Linked DNA regions of Mus musculus: region 2 is linked to region 1. Evidence: chromatin contacts called from public Hi-C data. All regions are on one chromosome and are shown on one strand. The core of a region is the stretch at or near the end of the contact, and the rest is flanking DNA. Distances in the headings are between cores, read along the strand shown. Region 1 overlaps Ryr2 (ryanodine receptor 2, cardiac). Region 2 has its middle 19 kb from the start of Gm10336.

Region 1 (6,183 bases), core at 2,416-4,915:
ATAGGAGACACTTGAAAGTCATTTGTGCTGATTAGAAAGAGTAAGCCACTATCTGACACCGCTGAAGAGACAATAAGATAGAGTCGTCTCCTTGGACAAGGAACATCTGTTTGTTTTTGATCACAGTGTTTACGGCAGCATTATCAGCTTAGGAGATACTAGAGACTTGCAAATACCTCCATGGTAGACCTATGGGTGTTAATTGTGCTTCTCTGACTTTCGTTGTACATTTAAAGTAGTTTTGTTTAAAAGATTAAGATAACCAGTAATACATACAAAGAGTTATATATTGAACAAGAAACTAAATCTCTATTCTTAACTACATTGCTTTAATAATATATATGCTCTTGGATGGAATAAACATTTGATTTTGAACATTTATTCTTCAAAGAATGATCTGCACATAGGAAAATAGTCACATGCAAGTATTTCTTCAAACAAGAACTCTGTTTGGATAAGCTTCAGAGTAGAAAGACTCTGAACACTTTTGCATCATCTCCCTTTTCTTGTGTCCTTCAACAAATTTCTCCCAATAAATATGCACTCTCTATGGAGACAAGGGATAGTTCTCACCACTTCACTTCACTTAATAAAAGCATGCCTGATAACATCCTTTCCAGGAGGGAATGTGTTGAAGTACTACAGATACACTTGCTTGCATGCCACATTCTTCAAACCTAACCCTCAGTGCTGTGTCCAGTAAAGAGACCCTGCAGCAGAAACCCTGCTTATCCCCCTGAGCAGTTGTGAGATTTATGTGGACCATCCTCCTCATAGTAATTGAGAAACCTCCAACCACATGTGTCCTCATTTGACAAGCATCATCTGCCATGTGCGGAAAAACTAAGAATAACACAGAGATACCAGCTCCAAGCTGCTCACCATCTACCAAGGGGCCAGAAGATAAGGGAAAAGGTTAAGCAAATCCTGTGCTATTTTTCCAAGACTGTGGTATTTGGAGCCGAGGGAGGATAGAAAGGGAGGATTCAGTACCATCTCCAGAACAGTTCGTGTCTAAGAGCAGGGCATTGGGACAATAGTCCTGTGGACGGTTTGACAAGAGACACTCAGGAGACTTGGACCTAAGTCCTCATTCCATTCCACCCTTAGTTCTACTACTGAACCCTCTGCATTCTGCATACATTCCCTGAGATTCAATCCCTTTTTTAAACACATACATGATAGACATTTTTTCAATAGTTAAAGATTTACTGAAAAGAACTTGGAAGTAAAAGACATTGAAGAGCAAGATTGGCCAGAACCAATGTCTTCCCATCTCAGTGGTCTTCTGCACATTTAGAACAATTCTGCTGAAGCTGTGAAGCTTCAGACTGGATCTCACACTTTCACTCTTAATACACTTTATGCTTTATCAACCACAAAAGGATGAAAAGCCCTTGACAGAGTTAAGCCTAGGGAAATAATTAATTTTAATTATCTTTAATGACTCAGGTGTCCATTATCTACATTCTGTCCTTCTTCCTCACTAAGAGTTTCCTTTTCCTGTTCTTTCTACACATTATGCTATACTTACACATATATTGTAGGCCAGGATCTGCAACTGAGGGTAAAAATGTAGTTGTTTACTCTCTGAAAAAAATCATATTTCTTTTGCACTGAATAGCATTCCATTTTGAACATGTACTAGGTTTTCATAATCCATCTGTTGATGGACAGCTAGGTTGGTTCCCTCTCTTTGCTATAGTGAACAGAGCAACAATAAACATGGATTATGGTTCTAAAGTAAAATATGTCTACAACTTTTCATAGAAGTACACTGGATTCAATTATAGATAGAAAAATAAGTAGAAATCAATTTACCTATAGGAAAAGAATGATTATCTTTGTTATATACACAAGATGAAATATGGGCAGCCATTAAAATTCATCTTATTACTCAATAAAGGAATAGTTGGGAAGTAGGAAAATGGCTCAGTCACTATAGCAACTGCTTCCCAGGCATAAGGACCTGAATTTAAATGATGTCCACCTACATAAGAAAGCCAGGTGTGGTTGTACATGTCTGTTAAGCCAAGCTCTAGAGGTCAAAGGCAAGAGAGATGCAAGAGCTAACTAGCCAGCCAATTACACAAATCAGTGAGTTCTGGGTTCAGTGAAAACCATATGGCTGAGAGCAACAGTGAAAGATACCCAATGTCTTTCTTTGGCTTCCAGATATACATGAACATACATACACACACACACACACACAAACACATATACCCAGAGATACTATAGACACAAATCAAACAAAACAGGAAAGAACAATAAGACTAATACAGCAGTGTCAAAAACTGAATCCTTTTAGGGGAAGAGTGAACAAGAGTGATTACACCATTTCTTATAGAGGTTTAGAGTTAGCATCTCTCAAGGAGTTGGTAAAATAATTAAATTCCATTTGAAATGTTTATGCCTTTGAATAGCATTTATAATAAGCTGAAAAGAGATTTATTTTCATAACATCTTTTCAATTCTTTATGAAGGAGATAAATATACTAAATATCAAATTTCTCTTGTCTTTCATATAATTTTATAAAAATGTTTATTTTAATATTATGTGTATTCTTATATAAATTTATGTGCATCACATGTGTCCAAGTGTCCACTGAGAGCAGAAGAGGATACCAGATCCCTTAGAACTGGAGACACAGGTGGTAGTCAGTTTCCTAATATGGATGGTGGGAACTGAACTCAGGTCTTCCTTGAGGGCAATAAGTACTCTTAATTGGTGAGCCAAATCTCTAGTCCATTTTAATTTAATTTTAATCTTATCAATTATAGAAAGCAACAAGTGAGTCATTTTCATGGAATTCGTATTAATAAATGGAATATATATAAATAAATTTTAATGTAAAAGTACCATAGACAGAAGTCAAATAACTGAACATAGCTATAATGTAGTAGAATAAAACTTTACTTATAAAAGCAGATGGTAGACAGGGACTTGGTCCAAAACCCTCAGTTTACTGCTCCTTGCTTCTGGTTACTTTCTTACTTCGAATACTACTGCATTTGTCCCAGCAAATATTTGGTAAACACCCAGGGCATGTTCTTGATCTACACACTGGGGCTACAGATGTGAACAAATTCAACAGAGCCTTTAACTGAAGTCCCTTATCAATGAACACACATACATAAAATAAAAATAAGTAAACAAGAACATAGCCACGGGGTGAAGCTTGGGAGCTCACTCAGTCTAAGGGTGCTAACTGCACCCACAGGAGGAATTTAGTTCAAATCCCCTGCATACACATAGGAAGTAGGCCTGACCACACACATCCACTGATAACTCCACAACTGCAGGAAGAGACAAAGACAAGAGGCTTGCTGACTACCAGGTAGCTCCCAGCTCAGTGAGAAACACTGTCTCAAGGGAATAATATCCCAACACAATGAAGCAGATCTCCACCAAGCTTTGTACATACCCAACATCTGTAAAACACTAGTCCCACTTCCCTGCCCTTCACATTTGTGATCTACTAGCTAGTTACCTTAAGTGACATTCTACCACTAGCAGCCTCGTGATATGTTTCTAAAGAAAGTTTTTCTGGCAGCGGGTCTTAGCATAATTAATGCAAATGAGTTCAGCTGATTATACCCGTCTGAGACGTGCCCACCCTGTTTGTAGGTCTGCGGGCACAGTTTGTTCGTCTTCTGGGGAAGCTGCCTCCTGTGGTATAGAACAGATGGCTTTGATGGGATTCTGCTTTCTCTGGTGTGAGCCTCTGGTCCCAAAGCAGAGGTTGTGTGCTGAGCATACCAGCACAGCTCAGAAGCTAGCAGCTTCTGCGATCTGAGAGAAAGCACAGCCATGAAAACAGAGCTGGGGCTACAACCAAGGAAGCTACAACAGATCGTGAGCATCAACTAAGGACCCTTCCTGAGATACAGACAGGAAGCCACATGTACAGCCGCAACAATATGGGACAAATTTTATTTCTTATAAATGTGAATCTGGGAAGCCAAAAGAAGAGGAGAGCTAATGCCCCTGTTTGGCTGATGGTGTGACTGCCTCCCTGTATGTTACTTAATATTAATTCCATTTTTTTTTTTCTTGTGAGATAACAACCAATGCATTACATTATTTTCGGGACCTGACAATTAAGAGGATGTCACATAATTTGTGTGCTAATTAGAACTGATACTGCAATAGGTTTCACTCTGGCACTTGTTTTTGTCTTTCCTCCTTTTTCATGCTCCCTCCTCCCCCACCCCATGTCCTTCCAGCCCCAGTGCTCCCTTTCCCGTGCCTTGTGTGTCCTATGACCCTCAAGACCTCCTTTCTCCCCTCTCATGGTTTCTTTTCTAGTTTTGAGACTTATATATAACTGGACCCATGTTCATGCATATGCACATATAGAAATATTAAAAACCCAAGAATGAAAAAGAACTTATTTGTCTTTCTGAGTTGGGGTGGATTATCAGTCCTATCCTCTTTTTTTTTTCAGAATCCTTTTTTTTTCTCACATCTGTATCTAATCCCATTGTGTGCATATACCATATTTCCACCCTCCGTCCATCAACTGATGGACATCTAGGCTGATTCCATTTCCTGGTTATTGTGAACAGAGCAGCAGCAGAGAACATGCATGAGCAAGCATCGCTGTGGTAAGACAAAGGATTCTCTGAGAATATCCCGAAAGTGATATAGTCAGCTCACGGGCTAGTTCTGGGGTGTTTGTTTGTTTGTTGTTTATTTGTTTTTAATTTAGTGTTTTGCAAAACCTCTACCCTGATGTCTTGATGGTAGAATTTACCCACAGAATAGAATTTAATAGTATCAACCTCTCTGGCAAACAGCAATCTACAAGAAAGTGAGACCTGGCTTTAGTCACCTTTGTCACTCGAGATTCTGACAGAGGGACTTGCTGAGCCATGTCAGATTCTCCTTCCTTTCTTATAAAGTTAATAGATAAGAAAATGCTCTAATCCACTGATGGACCAGGAATGTTCTGAATGAGGGGTTAATGTTGTGGGACACCATTGTAGTGGCCACCATTCTTTCTGCTGTACACACAGACACCCCCACCTCATCAAAACTCTACGTAAGTAGGGTAGGTGTCATTTCTGCTGTAATAATCTCAAGCATGCTTGACCAGATCAGCCACATGTCACCATAGTGCCCAGACATTTACAGAGGCAACTTACACACCCACTCACCCTAAAACTACTATTGGGCCTGGCCATGCATTGTCTGCAAACCCAAATGACAGAACACCGTGGCTCTTACCATCACCAACATCAAAGTCCTTGAATGCCAGCTCAGAGCCTGAATCATCCAGCAGGATCTCGCCGTTCAGAGTGAACATCATGGTGTGTTCATTCATATCAACCATGCAGCCCACGACGTCACCAGCTTGCCATGAGCGCCCGTAGTGTTCATTGCCCTGGTGCCACCGCTGTGCCTGTGAGAGGCGAAAGAGTCCCTTTTTACAGAGTCAGACAGACCAGCAGCAATAGGATGATCTCAGTTGGAACTACCAGTCTAGTGCCAGGCTGGGGATAAAGGGATGTCAGGGGAGTCTGAATCCCTACTGTGTACACAGGGGAGGGACTGTGAATAAACCAGATGCTATTTCATCCTTTTGAAAGTTGATCTAACTGTATGTACTATGGCTATGGACTATTCTTCTTTACTCCCGAATGTATAGTTAAGAGCTGAGAATCAAGCTGGGTGCCAACCACTAGAAAGAAAGAAAGAAAGAAAGAAAGAAAGAAAGAAAGAAAGAAAGAAAGAAAGAAAGAGAGAGAGAGAGAGAGAGAGAGAGAGAGAGAGAGAGAAAGAAAGAGAGAAAGAAAGAGAGAGAAGGGGAAAGGAGGGGAGGGGAGAGGAGAGGAGGAAGGAAGAAAGGAAGAAAAACCCCTTCTCATGTTTGCCTTTCTCAAAATGAAACCCCCCTTCTTGATGTTACTTAAACAAAATGAAATTCTGGAAACTTCTCAGTTCCTTTCTAAAATCAGCAAAGCTTCAAATCACACCTAAAAATACTCCGAAGGTATCTGTGAAAATGAACAAGCCCCAAACCAAACATGGATACCAGCCCACTTATAAACACACTTAGATACAACGTTTCAAATGTGAGTTTGGGTTACACTCATTTAAAGGTAAAAAATTACTCATATGACTTACTTTGTCACATGAATCCTTTGAATTAATTTGGAAGTGCCACCTTCATTGTGATT
Region 2 (6,183 bases), core at 1,444-3,943, 410 kb after region 1:
TTTTCAAACTAATCCTCCACTAATTGTACTAATTTTGTGCTCTCGAGTGCCAGTTCAGTATATCCGTTGTTCCTTTCATGGGGCTTTTTCCTCGGGTGCCGGGTGATTCCTTTGTACACTTTATTGGTGGACGGCTGCACTGGTTGCATTTCTACTGCGGTGTTAGAATGCCCTGACAGAGACCGTTCTGGGAGGATGAGCACAGTCCATCTTAGCAGCAGGAGCATGAGAGCAGTCTGCCAGGCAGGAAGAACACTGGTCAAGCTTCATGCCCATTCACAAGAATTGGAGAGAGAACAGGAAGTAAGGCCAGGAGATGGAGCACCAAAGCCTCCCCCAGAGATATACTTCATCCAGCTCCTAAAATGCCCACAACCTTCCCAAACAGTGCCACCATCTCAGGAGCAAGTGTTCACATACGTGAGCATATGGGAGACACCTCCCCCAAACCGCCACATACACACACACACACACACACACACACACACACACACGTGCACCTCTCCCTTCCCCTCTCTCCATCGCTATTGTTTTTTGAGACAGAATTTCGCTTTGTAGCCCTGGAACTTGCTTTGAAGACCAGGCTGACCTCAAACTCACAGAGCTCTGCCTGGGTCTGCATCCCAAGTGCTGGGATTAAAGGCGTGCACCACTGTGCCTGGCTGACAGCTCTTATTCACACTGCAGCAGTAACTCACATCCAGGCCACTCCAGAGAGGAGGAACATGTAGTGCACCTTAGTGGACATAAAAGGACAGTCCGAACCACCAGACTTGGTACTCAGGTACTTCATTCTCTGAGTATGGCTATTCACCTAAGGCCCTGCTCTCAGTCATCAGTCTCATTTAGAGACAAGGTACTGGTACAATTTGGACAGAAGATTAAAAAAACAAACAAACCCTGGTGTTTTAATGGGGGTTGGGGGAGGCAGGGCAGAGGTGCTTTTGAGACAGAGCCTCTGGTAACTCAGGCTGACCTTGAACTCCTGACCCTCCTGCTTACTGATTCCAAGTATTAAGATTACATGTATCTTACACCACTGGGGATAGAACCTGGCATCTTTAAAAAGCTAGATAGACACTGTACTACTGAGATGCCTCCCTACCCATTTTAATTTTTTATTAGTGTATATTTGGTGTACAAAAAATAGGTTCAATAGAAACATTTGTGTTCAAGAACATCATGTTCTGTGATCAGACGTATTCCCATTACCTTCTCCTACCCTCCTCCGCCCACATCCTGATTATTCCCTTCCTTTTCCTAAATAGTCCACCTTCAACTTTCATGTGTATACATACATATCACCCAGGTTCTACAGGAGAAAAAAAATTATTTGACTTTCTGAATCCAGCTTATTTGACTTAATATGATCTCCAGTTGTATATCCACTTTCCAGCAAATAGTATTTTGTTCTTGGTGACTGAATAAAACTCCATTGTGTGCATATGTATACATACACACACACACACACACACACACACATATATATATTTTATATATATATATATATATATATATATATATATATATATATACTACATACACACACATATATATTACATTTTATCTGTTCACCTAGAATAGGACCAAAGTAAACATAAATTTGCAAGAATCCCTGCGATTTGCTGACTCGAGTCTTTTGCGTATATCCCCAGGAGTGGTATAGCTGGATCAAATGGTCATTCTATTTTTAGCTTTCTGAGGAAACTCCATTCTGACTCTCTTAACAGCTGCAGTCAGTCACACTCCCCCCTGCAGTGCAGAAGGGCTCCTTCTCCCCCAGCGTCTTCTATCAGTGTTTGTTGCTGTTTGGTTGGTTAATGATAAATAAGCCTTTGGTTCTGAGGACAGTGGGCAAAACTGCAAGAAATGTTCTCTAGATCTTATGCTGGATTATATAAGAGTGGATGCTCACATTCTGGGTCTCTCTGTGCCTGAGCCAAGCTTGAATACTCTGGTACACTGCTGTCTTCTAATGTGTGTGTGTGTGTGTGTGTGCGTGTGTGTGTGTGTGTGTGTGTGTGTGTGTGTGTGTGTGTGTATGCATGCGCATGTGTCTCCTCGTAAAGGGAACGCTCTGATTCTTTAAAGAAAGAAAAAGAAAAGAGCTTCAAGGGGGAGAAGATGGTGCTCAGTTGTCAGAGTGCTTACCTTGGATACAAGAAGCTCTGGGTTTGATCCCCAGCATAAACTGGGTAGGCTGGCACACACACCTATAATCTCAGCACCCAGGAAGTAGACAGACTAGGATTTCAAGATCATCCTTGGGTGCATAGGGACTTCAAGGTCAGCCTGGTCTACACAAAATCCATCGTCTAAAAAAAATTTTTTAAACACTTTAGGAAAAAGAGACTGTTTTGTTTTGTTTTGTTTCCAGTTTGGGGGTGGGTCTGGGAGAGGGAGGAAAGGAAAAGCAGAATGAGGGGGACATCAGGAGGCCATCGGTGCTGTCCTCCCTTTAGTCTCTTTCTGGACCCATTTGCTGGCAGCCCAGTTGGCTTTTGAAAGTATCTGAGAGTTAGCAGCTAGCTCCAGTGAGAAAAGCCAATCTCTGCTCCCCCGGAGAACTCCATTAGTAATCTATTTAACCAGTGGCTTCACCTGAGAGAGGACAGACAGCAGCCCACAAGAGACCTCCCAACTCCTTAGAGAGCTCTCAGAAGCAGCTGTGTCCTGCTTCTCAGCCTTGACAACGCTTCCTACTCCTTCCGCCTACAGGATTGTTCTAGAGAAAGACATTAGTGCAGGCATTGCCTCCCCCCCACCCGAGCAACCGAATGCAGCTAGATGCCTTTGTTAACACTCTCTGCAGGTTGCGAATGTCCTGGGAACAGAAGGGGAGCAGAAATCCTGCACTCTGGGAATAACAGCAAAGCTCTCCAAAGCTGAGAGCACAAAACAGATCCCTAAGAACACGGAGAAATTCAGTATGTCTACACTCAGAAACACAAATTTACAGAACACAAACATAAATACCAAATAATCACTGGCAAAATTTTAAACCAGCAATGTAAGATGATTTTGAAAGTCTGTTTGAAGGACTCAGAATTCATTTTCCCATGAAACAAATGTTATAAATACATATAAAGAAGCCATTGGTGCATATCTAACATTGAGCCTGGAATCCACTTCAGGGAATGTGTCCCCAGAGATTAGTGCAGTGGGGGGAAAAGGAACCAAAGATAGCCAATGGCTTGCTGTTGTTAAATGCAAGAACTAATACTGATCACGCCACAGAGTAAAATATTTCAAAATTATTTAGAAAAATGAGTCGTTATGCAGATATCAAAAGTGGCCGAGGGCTGAAGAGGTGGCTCAATGGTTATGGACCTGGCTGTTCTTCCAAAGAAACCTGCTTTAAGACCCAGGACCCACGGGTCACTGTCTGCAGCTATCTTTAACTCCAGTTTTGGGACATCTGTTACCTTCTTCCGGCTTCTGAGTGCAGCAGGCACTCACACTGTGCACATACATGCAGGCAAGAATAAAAATAAATTTAGAGCTGGAGAGGCGGCTCAGCTGTTAAAAGCACGTGTTGCTCTTGCAGAGAACCCAGGTTCCGTTCCCAGCACTCACATGGTGATTCACAACCATCCATAACTCGAGTTCCAAGGAAGCCAATGCCTTTTCTGACTTTCCAAGGCACCCGCTGTGCACATAGGGCACACAGTACATGTAGGCATAGGTCGTAAAGCTAGAAAGGAAAGGGGCTGAAGAAGTAAGGGAGAGGTCCTGGAGCATGCGTAACATGGAAACAGAAAAGAGGTTAGTTAGTGTACAGGTCAGAGGTGCAGAGGGGGACTTAGACATGGAAGAAAACAGTGGGAGAAGGATCAACAAAAACAAATTATGTCATAATAAAAACTAGAATTCTGTATGCTAATGTTAAAAAATTAATTGAAAATAAAATGACCATTGTCTTGAAAAATCACAGACAAATGCATAAAGGTGTTTTCACAATTCTGCTTTTTAAATGTGTTTTTAAAAATTGTGTGTGTGTACACAAGCCAGAGCCACATGGTGGAGGTCAGAAGACAACCTGCAGGAGGAAGCAGGCAGAGAGAGAGAGAGCTAGCCTAGCTCCAGGAGGAAGCAGGCAGAGAGAGAGCTAGCCTAGCTCCAGGAGGAAGCAGGCAGAGAGAGAGCTAGCCTAGCTCCAGGAGGAAGCAGGCAGAGAGAGAGCTAGCCTAGCTCCAGGAGGAAACAGGCAGAGAGCTAGCCTAGCTCCATGGCCTTTCTATGGGCTGCCAGCAGGTGCACCCCAGATTAAAGGTGGATCTTCCTACCTCAAAGAGCTGGATTATAGTGCCAGGCAGTTATGGTGCTTGCGTTTAATCTTGGCACATGGAAAACAGCACCAAAGAAATATCTGAGTTTGCAGTCAGCCTGGTCTACAGAGTGGTTCAAGGGAGGGAGGGAGGGAAGGAAGGAAGGGAAGGAAGGGAAGGAAGGAAGGGAAGGAAGGGAAGGAAGGGAAGGAAGGAAGGAAATAAAGATCTGGGTTATAATTGGACTTCCCACTTCAAATCAGTTAATTAAGGAAAAATCGTTCACAGTTGTGCCCAGACATTTGGGTTTTAGTTCATTCCAGATGTAGCCAAGTTGATAACCAAGAGTAGCCATCACAACCTTTTACTATAAGGAGTGTCAAAGGGCAAATTACAACAATTCCCTTTCAAGATCTTAACTGGCCTTATTTTTTCACCTCCAGAAGTGGACAACACAGTATTCCACAGGACAGTGTAAGGACCACAAGGAGGCAGACAAAGATTGGAGAAATAAGAAATAAAGAACATAGTGTCTCAGTCATTTCAAAGTTACTACTCTTGTAAATCAGGGACAGAGACAGAACATTCTCTGTGTTGGGATGGTTGCTTTTCTGCTCATTTCTTTTTGGATAAGGATTAGAAAGAATGGCGTTTCATCACCATAAAAATTGAAACCAGTCCATGGGGAATTTGACTGTTCCCTCTCATTTCTTCTGACTTCTGGAAAGGTTAGATAAACAGCTTAGTTTGCTGATGTAGAACTTTAGCATGAGTGACACCATTTTTCTTTTCAGTCTCATATGTTGAGGCCCAAACAATGGTCTCCAGTAATGTTTATTTAATGGAACTATTGGGAACTGTATATCAACCATGCATTCCCATTTTATTTCATCAGTGGAACCAATATCCATGACCATTATCTAAAAAGAGATGATCGCTGGACTCTGTGCAGGTACATGCATGGGGTGAGCTTGCTGATGCAGGAGGATTGTGAGAGCCTAAGCTCCACTCTCTACAAAGCCCTCCTCTTTTATCATTCTCTGCTCCTTCATGTTTTCTCACTCGCTTGCACATCACTCCCTCTCTAGCACTGAAGCAGGCACAGGTGTAGACACAAGTACACAGACATAAACACGTGGCTCCACTCCAGTCCACTTGTGTCCTCTACAGCCTCTGAAGAAAATGTTCCCTCTCATATGAAACAAAAATCTTAGAATTTGGAAGGTACTTTGGGATTATCACTGCTGTTTTACACACTCACATACACATAAATGCATGCACACACATGCACACATCCCTTCCCAGAATGTCCCAGATGTATTACTGTCATCTCGGACTCTGATGGGCCTTGAGAAAGTCTTATCCCTACTGTCAGTGGACAGAAAGGAGGTTGCAATAGTTCCTAGGATCTACAACTCAATTCTTCTAATCTGCACTTCCTACCCTCCCTTCTGCTTCATTCTTCTGACTCCACGTTAGTGCTAGAAAGGAAAGAGCAAACTGCAAAGTCTCCTCCTTTTTTTTTTTTCTCCTCTTTTTAAAATAAATCTCTGACTTAGAAATGAAGATCGTTATGGTTTGCACACAAAGATGTCCTAGTTTTTATTGTCAACTTGACACAACCTAGAGTCCTCTGGGAAGAGGGAGCATCAATTGAAAAATTGCCTAGATCAGAGTGGCCAGTAATATGTCTATGGGGGCATTACCTCGATGGCTAATTCTTGTTTTTCAAGACAAGGTTGCTCTGTGTAAAACCATGGCTGTCCTGGAACTCACTCTGTAGATCAGGCTGGCCTCAGTTTGCAGAGATGTATGCCTCTGCCTCTGCCTCTGCCTCTCTGCCTCTCTGCCTCTCTGTCTCTCTGCCTCTCTGCCTCTCTCTCTGCCTCTCTCTGCCTCTCTCTGCCTTTGCCTC

The links. Hi-C and Micro-C count contacts between places; a contact is called where the count stands out from the background.
Region 2: a contact with region 1 is called in a Hi-C map of cerebral cortex, with 2.0 times the contacts expected there. The contact joins two enhancer-like sites. A contact is called at or near these places in 1 of 15 datasets of contacts at CTCF or cohesin (pro-B cells), 6 of 484 Hi-C or Micro-C datasets (cerebellar granule neurons, cerebral cortex, embryonic stem cells and 1 more), 4 of 115 datasets of contacts at active chromatin or transcription factors (all in embryonic stem cells) and 2 of 9 other capture datasets (embryonic stem cells and pancreatic islet).

Annotation. Positions count from the first base shown.
Region 1 is chr13:11,754,441-11,760,623 of GRCm38.p6, forward strand. Ryr2 (ryanodine receptor 2, cardiac) reads right to left here. Exons shown (of 105, transcript NM_023868.2): 29 at 5,231-5,405. Among named protein-coding and RNA genes, the nearest start is that of Ryr2, 350 kb to the right of the region's middle. Within about 2 kb of position 3,666, at least 15 of the 459 cell types and tissues checked have an H3K27ac peak or open chromatin away from gene starts, as enhancers often do. A contact at or near this core is called in cerebral cortex, where this site is marked.
Region 2 is chr13:12,163,923-12,170,105 of GRCm38.p6, forward strand. No RefSeq gene overlaps it. Among named protein-coding and RNA genes, the nearest start is that of Gm10336, 19 kb to the right of the region's middle. Within about 2 kb of position 2,694, at least 39 of the 459 cell types and tissues checked have an H3K27ac peak or open chromatin away from gene starts, as enhancers often do. A contact at or near this core is called in cerebral cortex, where this site is marked.